Regions from separate parts of the Sus scrofa genome. Here region 2 is linked to region 1. The links are chromatin contacts, called in public Hi-C maps. All regions are on one chromosome and are shown on one strand. Each heading gives the region's core, a stretch centred on a gene start, on an enhancer-like site or on the middle of the called end of the contact. The rest is flanking DNA. Distances are from core to core; before and after follow the strand shown. Region 1 holds the start of LOC100623441 (sulfotransferase 1C4). Region 2 overlaps LOC100623656 (sulfotransferase 1C1).

Evidence for each region. A called contact is a pair of places that touch in the nucleus more often than the background predicts.
Region 2: a contact with region 1 is called in a Hi-C map of liver, with 2.7 times the contacts expected there. The contact joins the enhancer-like site here to the promoter of LOC100623441 in region 1. A contact is called at or near these places in 2 of 5 promoter capture datasets (fetal liver and liver) and 9 of 47 Hi-C or Micro-C datasets (alveolar macrophages, fetal liver, heart right ventricle and 4 more).

What each region holds. Positions count from the first base shown.
Region 1 is chr3:47,775,583-47,779,735 of Sscrofa11.1, reverse strand. It overlaps LOC100623441 (sulfotransferase 1C4), which reads left to right and starts at 2,558. Exons shown (of 8, transcript XM_013995888.1): 1 at 2,558-3,224. The coding sequence starts at 3,056.
Region 2 is chr3:47,842,197-47,846,672 of Sscrofa11.1, reverse strand. It overlaps LOC100623656 (sulfotransferase 1C1), which reads left to right. Exons shown (of 8, transcript XM_003354702.4): 4 at 1,314-1,411; 5 at 4,168-4,294. Among named protein-coding and RNA genes, the nearest start is that of GCC2, 85 kb to the right of the region's middle. Within about 2 kb of position 3,087, at least 5 of the 83 cell types and tissues checked have an H3K27ac peak or open chromatin away from gene starts, as enhancers often do. A contact at or near this core is called in fetal liver and liver, where this site is marked.

The sequences.
Region 1 (4,153 bases), core at 1,309-3,808:
GGCATACACCACAGCCACAGCAACGCCAGATCCAAGTCCAGTCTGTGAACTACACCACAGCTCACGGCAATGCCAGATCTTCCACTGAGCGAGGCCAGGGATCAAACCCACAACCTCAAGGTTCCTAGTCGAATTAATTTCCGCTGCGCCACAACAGGAACTCCCCGGTTGTCATTTTTTCAGCTGGATCACATCTGAAGTCTGAACTCACTCCTGGTCTGTAGCTGGGACACCCAGAGAGGGCAGCGGGTCTCCTCTCCACGCAGAAAAAACAGGAGGGTCAGGGAAGAACCAGGGGAGGAGAGGGCGTTCACTGTACCTCAAGTCTGCAAAACACCTCACACTCCCCAATTTTTACTTTATTCCTGTGAGGCTAAAAGGGCTCTGAAGGGATTAAATAACTAGAAAATGTACACAGCTAGAAAATGTACACAGCTCTTAAGAGACAGTTTCGAGCCAACCCCAGATATGTAGAATTCCAAAGCAAGCCTTGCTAGATGTTGGCTTAGCACCAGATTATTTTTATAATAACGAAGTACAATACTTTAATTTTCCTGAATGTTCAAGAACATCTGAGTAAAAATATTAAAGGAGACTAGGAGCATCTGTGTAGTTAGGATGATTTTCAAGTTATTTGAAACCTTCAGCTTTCCCAGGTACCATTCAAAGCCCAGCCAGTTCTCTCTGGGGCATTTTATCCCTGTCTGCCAGCCCTCCATCCCCAGGTTGGGGTGCTGTGACAGTCTGGGTGGAAAGGGAGTTAAGTGAGAAGCAGGTCTCCTGACAACAGGATCGGCGTGGAGGGAGAGCTGTCCCAAAGTCACCAGCTGGTGTCTGATCAATTCAGTTCAATTCTGACATGACAGGGTTGGCACAGACCCCACAGGTCAAGAACAGAGCCTTTCAAAAGACTCCCCCCTTCAGATGCAGCCACAAGTCCTGGGGATGATTTGTGCTTCTGACCAACAGCTCTAAGTGTGTGTGTGACCCTGAGGGTCAATAGTGACGCCCAGAACTCACTGAAAACACCACACCTACAATTACAGTTTCATCATAAGAATATAGATCAGGGCAGCCAAATGGAAGAGGTGAGGGGGACAAGGTCTTGGAGGAGAGGGGACAAGGCTTCTGTGCCCTGTCCCCATAGATCCTGCGCAGAGCAGCTTCTGGGCACATCACCATGTTCACCAGCCAAGAAGAGGCCCTGAGCCTTGGTGCCAAGGGGGTTCCTTAGCACTGACTACACGGCTGAGCCCAGTCCCCAACCCTCCCCTCTCTGGAGGCAGGGGTGGGACTGAAAGGGCCTCTGACCCTGTGAGGATGAAAGGACCAGCCCCCTGATCCTGAGCTGGTGAAAGGACCAACCTCCTGACCCTGTGAGGATGAAAGGACCAGCCCCCAACTGTGACCTGGATAAAAGGGTCATATGCTTTATCTTGCTGGAATTGCAGCCCCTCCTTGGAAACTAAGGGCCCAGCAGGTGTCACCTCGTTAGGGTAAACTCAGGTGTGGGCTAAAGGGACTCACTATGAACAGCCAAAGACCCCCCAATTTCTCAGGAACTTCAAGGGTTTTTAAAACTCAGCTTAGGAAAAAAAAAAAAAAAGGAGTTCCCATCGTGGTGCAGTGGTTAACGAATCCAACTAGGAACCATGAGGTTGCGGGTTCGGTCCCTGCCCTTGCTCAGTGGGTTAATGATCCAGTGTTGCCGTGAGCTAGGTTGCAGACGCGGCTCGGATCCCTCATTGCTGTGGCTCTGGCGTAGGCCAGTGGCTACAGCTCCGATTCGACCCCTAGCCTAGGAACCTCCATATGCCGTGGGAGTGGCCCAAAGAAATAGCAAAAAGACAAAAAAAAAAAAACACAAAAAACAAAAAACCTCAGCTTCGGGAACCAGAGACAAAGCCCAGCAACATTCTTGATTATATCAGACGGAGAAACAGGAACTGGGTGGGTCAGTCTTGTTTCCAAGGCAGTCAGCAGAGAAGGGTTGTGACTGAAACAAGAGAGAAAAAAAACTCCAAGAGCCAGGAATGGTTCCGAGGGAAGGAGCAAGCAGGATAAATAAATCCCAGGGCTTTAAAAAAAAATTTTTTTTTTAATTTTTAGGGACACTCCTGAGGCATATGGATATTCTCAGGCTAGGGGTGCGTTCAGAGCTGAAGCTGCCGACCACAGCCACAGCCACAGCCACTCCAGATCTGAGCCACATCTAAGACCTACACCACAGCCCAGGGCAACACCAGATCCTTAACCCACTGAGCAAGGTCAGGGATCGGACCCACATCCTCATGGACACAAGTCGTGTTCCTAACCCACTGAGCCATAGCAAGAACTCTCACCAAGGCTTTCAGCAAAACAAGGGGCTTCCAGGGGACTCTGGCGTGAGGCTGGGAGGTGAGGTCCAAAAAGGACAAGCTTTTGCATCCACTTCGCTTCAAACGTGACCCACGTTTCATTAGCTGGAAGACTCCACTTGATATTTATGAGGAAGAGCCCACAACAGGAAGGGAAACTTCCCTAATAGAGCCTTGTTTATTTCACTCTTAACAATAACAACGCTGACCTTTGTGCCGGGAGTTTCTATCTAGGCCCCTCATTGCCAGCAGCCACAGCAATCTCCCTGCAGCCTGTCAGGGAAATCATTCTGCAATGACGTGACCTGCAATTCCACAGGCAGGCTCCCTGCAATTTCTCAATTAGCTTAAAATCCTCAGAAGAAACAATTAACGGAGAGCTGTGGATTGTTTTGTGCACACAGAGGTGAACCACAAATGAGGTGGCACAGAAGAGCAGGGCTGACTGTGCACGGGCCGCTAGATGGCAGCCAGGAGCAGCTGCATCATAGCCCACCGGGAACAGGCTAGGAAAGCACTGTGTGCAAAGCCCCGAGGAGAGTTGCTGGCTCCCTAGAACGGCCGCTCTGCCCTCTACGGCCGGTCCAAGGCAGGGCCAGTGCTCTGAGTTCTGCCCTGTCTCCAGGCCAGCAACAACACAGCTTTGTGCCACCTGAGAGCAATACTTTACCGGGGCAGACATCTAGGATCTGACCCTGATGGCCTTGAGCAAGATGGAGGGTCTGGAACACGACGAAGGTGAGCGCTTGGCTGTGGACTACGTGGAGGGGATTCTGCAGCCCACGCCCACCTGTGACACCTGGGTGCAGATCTGGAACTTCCAAGCCCGGCCTGACGATCTGCTTATCGCTACCTATCCGAAAGCAGGTAGGCACGGGAATGGGGGTGACCAAGAGGACAGTTAGGAAGGCTGTGGGGGGAAGATGCATCAATAACAAAAAAAAAAAAAAAAAAAAAAGGAACTGACCTGGGTCCGAGTGGAAAGCAGTTTACTGGGCAGAGTGACAGAGCCAAGACAAATCACGAATGGAAACTGAAACCACACTAAAAATATTAAAACGACCTATCCCTCTTAAGAATTTAATTCTTCCTCTGATGCATGTGGGTTTTTTTGTTTGGTTGGTTGGTTTTTAGTTGTTGTTTTTTAAGTTCCCTTGAAGGCAGTGAGTCAAACAGCTGAAAATAAACTGGCCAGATTGTTGATTTACTTGTTCCCAGCGAAGGGCCCTTATAGCAGATCTTGTAAAGAGCTGCTGTGTGTGAGCTGGACAGGCGGGGGGGAGCTGATGTGGGGAGAGGGTGGGCGGCTTGGGATCTGCATTGCTCAGCTCCCAGGCTTCCCAGCTCGGGGTCCCAGAACATATGGAGATTCCCAGGCTAGGGGTCGAATAGGAGCTACAGCTGCTGGCCTATGCCAGAGCCACACGGGATCCGAGCCGTGTCTGCAACCTACACCACAGCTCACGGCAATGCCAGATCCTTGACCCACTGATTGAGGCCAGGGATCAAACCCACATCCTCATGGATACTAGTTCGTCGCATTTCTACTGCGTCACAACGGAAACTCCCCAGAACTACTCTTAATTTCCACCCTCCCTGGTGGTATGTTGTGAACCTGCTTTCTTATTCCAATAATCAGCTTAATGAAGTTAGTGCAGAAACAAGACAAACTGAGCCCAGCCACAGCGTCGTAAACACTGGGGCCTGAGCTGGGAGAGGTGGTTCTGCAGCTATTTGCATGTACCTACATACAGAGAAAAAATGCGGTATTCAACTCACCCCCCACCCCCTGCCCC
Region 2 (4,476 bases), core at 1,838-4,337, 66 kb before region 1:
ATTCAGTTTGGAGTGCTGCGTTACAGTTTTGTTCAGCTTTGTAGTTGGCTTCGGGGAGAATTTTCATCAGGTTAAAGGCTTTGGTTTGCCTTTTCTCCCATCCAAGTACTAACCAGGCCTGGCCCTGCTTTTGTTTGCCTTTTCTGATTTGCATAGTGTTTCCTGTCTAACCAGGTCTGCTTTTTTCTGTTTGTGGCCAGAGTTCCTAGCCAAGGGCACCCTTTTCTGTTCTGCACCCCATAATGTGCATCCCATTATGGGGTGGCCTGGGGGGGTGGGGCAGGAAGCACCTTCTCCCAGCGGCTGTGTCTTACTTCAAACCCCTTCCCTGAGGTCAGCGCCCTGCTTGGTAAGTCCCAGCCCGTGGTCAGCATTTGAACATCTGGGCCTGGGACTCCTATTTTCAGAGAGGATCTAGTCTGGGGTTGATCAAATGGTCCTTGCCTTGGTCCTACTTTTCACAAAGCCTCTGAAGCTTCCCTCTACGTGCTCCACGCCCTCAGACTAGCTGGTCTCCGACCCTGGCTTTCTGCTTTACTGACTCAGAAAATCTACTTGATGTGATAAGGCTCAATTCTCATCTGAAACTATACCCCAGCCCCGAGAACAGTCCTGGCCTGTGACTAGTAGCCCCTGGAGTCCTTGGCCTTGAAAGTAAAGGTGGAGAGAGGGACTGCAGGTCTCCTGATGGAGTCCCAGGGGCTGCACACTTGGCCCAGTGGCCTCCCTCCTCAGGACGGATGTCAGCTCTCCTCCGTCTCATTTCTTCAATTCTTGCTCCAGCCACAGAAGCCCCAAAGAACAAGAATCAAAGTACATGGAGTTCCCATCGTGGTGCAGTGGAAATGAATCTGACTAGGAACCATGAGGTTTCGGGTTCGATCCCTGGCCTTGCTCAATGGGTTAAGGATCCGGTGTTGCCATGACACCTGATTCACTTGGGAACCTCCATATGACGCAGGTGTAGCCCTAAAAAGCAAAAAAAAAAAAAAAAGAATCAAAGTGCATTCTGGGGTCACAGTTGTCACCAGCCTCAAACCACCCCCCCAACCCCAGCATCCTTACCTGCCCACCCAGCACACACACCTGTGCCCCTGAGACATGCAGCATCCTGTGGCCGTGGTGGTTTTCAGTATGTTGGCAGTGCTCTCCTCCACCAGACCGGACAGGAGCACTGTCATCAGGGGCAAACACAGACATGTGAAACCCGAATGTCAGGCAGAGCCACGGAGGGTGAGTCTGCTTCCGGGTGTTTGATAGGATACCCATGAGGCTGCGTAGAAATGTTTCACTTGAGTGGCAACTTCTTTCAGGTCTGGATCTGGCCATCAAAATGCCTTCTCCGAGAACACTGAAGACTCACCTGCCTGTTCAGATGGTCCCACCTTCCTTCTGGAAAGAAAACGTGAAGGTCAGGACAGCCAGCTCTTGAAACCCAGTTTTGACCCATAGAGTCAAAAATGTCAGAAGTTCCCATTGTAGCTCAGCAGTAATGAGCCCAACTAGTAGACCTACACGTTCTGGCTGGAGCAGAGTGCAAGACTGCTTTTGAGTCTCTGCTCTGGTTTCCATGGTGTTCATGGCTGCCTCTTGCCACCTTCTATCTCCAAACAAGGTGCCACAGAATCAAATAGGTTTTTCCCTGTGTCAAAATGCTACCCCACCTCCGATTTGCTTCCCTGAGGTCGCCATGACTTTGAAGCCGTCTTGATTTATTTTCACAGACCGATAACTTAATGTTGCTATTCCAGAACCAGTATTATTTCCAGATGCCGCCGGAGATTCAAAGTCAGAAAACACATTAACACTTGGTTTGTCATCAGATTGACAGCTTCTTTTTGGGAAGCTAGGCCTTCGAAAAATGTAAACATCTCCATGGCAGCGCCTCCCTTTATCTGCTGAGAGTTGTAGGTTATTTGAGTAGGAAGTGAGCTTGGTCTGCACTTTTCCTTCTGTGATGGAGTGGAAATGTAAATAGTGTTGATGTCAGGTTCTTATTCATGCAGTCGGAAAATGAACTCCACGAACACACAGGCAGCAAGCAAGCAAAGTCTTTGTTAAAGGAAAACAAACAGCTCCCAGGGTTGCTGGGAGGAGAAAAGAAGAGCACCCCCCGACACACACCTCTGTTGTCCTATAGGGATTTTTATGCCTTAAAGATGGGGGGGTACAAGTGTGGGGTCCAGAGAGATATGGTTTTCTCCCATTGGCCTTACTCAGTTACCCATATTGGTCCTTGTCCCATAGGGCTTTTGGGATTGGAAATGTAAGTTTTATGATTTCTTTGTCCTTCTCTTTCCTTAGACTGAGTCACCCTTCCTCTCATTCCTTTTCTATCCATTGAGGAGTGGGTTAGGGATTAAGGTCCGTGTGGGGGAAGGTGCATTTCCTATAGTAAACAGCCTGTGGGGCATTACTTTCTGGAGCCCTTAAACCACAAATGTTAATCAATAGCCATATCAAGGAATGCCCCGAAACCCATGCTCCTACACCGACTACCTGAGTTAGTATTCTGCCTCAGTGTCCCCCTGGAATTCCTGCTGTGGCACATCGGAAAGGAGTCTGACTAGGAACAATGAGTTTGCGGCTTCAATCCCTGGCCTCACTCAGTGGGTTAAGGATCTAGCGTTGCTGTGGCTGTGGTGTACGCCAGCAGCTGTATCTCTGATTTAGCCCCTAGCCTGGGAACATCCATTTGCGATGGGTGCGGCCCTAAAAAGCAATAAATAAATAAATAAATAAATAGTGTCCCCAAAGATATCCCATCCCAGTCACCAAACCCCTGTAACGCCCCTTAAAAGTGGACTTTGTGGGTGTAATGAAGGCTCTCAAGCTGGGAAGTTATCCTGGGTTGTCTGGGAGGCCCTAAACTCAGGATCCTTGAGAGAGGGGGGAGGTGAGAAGGTCAGAGGATGAAAGAGGCATCACATCTGACACAGAGGTTGGCGAGCCAGGAGTCTGGAGCCAGGGATTACGGGTGCCTCCAGGTTCCAGGTAGCTTCTCCCTGAGACCCACTAGAGGGAAGCAGCCCTGCGACCGGCTGGAATCCAGCCCAGGGAAACCTGGCTTCTGGACCATAAGAGAGTAAATCTCTTGGGCTCTACAGTTGTGGTCATTTGTTACAGCGGCAATAGAAACTCAGTCAGGTGGATCTCAGGCCCAGGACATGTACATGCATGACTTTCACTCACACTGGCCATCTGACTCCAAACCTGGGTCATTTGAACAGGCGCCCCGTCCAGCCCCGGCTTCCCTGTTTTGGTGACTCAGGGTTTGATTTGCAAAAACAAAAACAAACAAAAAGCTATAAGCCACAGCAGCATTGAGAACTGTGTTTACTTAACAACAAGGCCTTGCTGTTGGGTCAGACTGTTGGTTCATGATCATGTTCATGATCACAGGAGAGGAGACCGGCAGGGGGATGGGCCAGGGAGCAGAGTCCAGGCAGGTCTGGGCTCCTGGGAGGGGCCGTGGGGGAAACACAGCTGGGGCTGCAGGACCCGCGATAATTCTCTTAGAGGAAAGCACCACGACCGACCGGGTGATGGGTCTGGACTGGTGCTCGGCTCTGCGGAGTAATGAGACAGGGGGAGCATTCTTGAAAAAGCATCCACGTGTGTCCACCCCCCCCAACCCTCCCTGGAGACCAGAGGGCAGGGGCTGGGGGTAGGGGAAGGCCCAGAAGCCTGATAGTGCCTCTGCTTTTCCCAGGAGGCAGGTCACCAGCAGGTCCAGGTGGACCTAGCCCTGCCCTCAGGGCCCTGCAACCTTGTCGGAGACAAGATCCACCTGTGAGGCTGCAGTTGCAGTGCACAGACCGAGCAAAGGTCCCCTCCTACCTGAGCCTAAAGTCCTGTGCAACCTCCTCCCACACCCTGAAAAGTCCACCTGGCCTCCTGGACCTCCAGGAACGTCAGAATTAGGGGGACGGTGGCACTGGTCACACACAAACCAGGACACTTTGGAGGGGTGTCTCAGTGACTATGCTGAGACCGCAGATGTCACTGGACTCTGCTGGGCAAACCGGAAGAGGGGTCCCGGAAAACACCTGCCAGGACTGGGATGACCTTCTGAGGGTCTTCCAACAGCACGGGGCTCTGCCCTGAGCAGTAACCTCTTCTGTCCTGTTTCCCTTGTGTCTCCATCCCCTGCCTGGCTGATGGCAGATCATCTACATGGCCAGAAATGCCAAGGACTCCCTGGTCTCCTACTACCACTTCTCCAGGATGAACAAGATGTTCCCGGACCCCGGACCCTGGGAGGAATACATCGAGGCGTTCAAGGCTGGGAAGGGTGAGCTGAAGACCTGTTTAGCCCCCTACTCGCACAGAAAGCAGGGCCCGGCTGAGCTGTGGGTGTGGAGGCTCTGGGAGGACACAAGTGACACACTCTGACTAGGTCCCTGATGAGGTGTAGCTCAGACACCAGACAGCTGGGGGCAGAGGGTCAGGTGCCCAGCGGGTGAGGGCACAGAG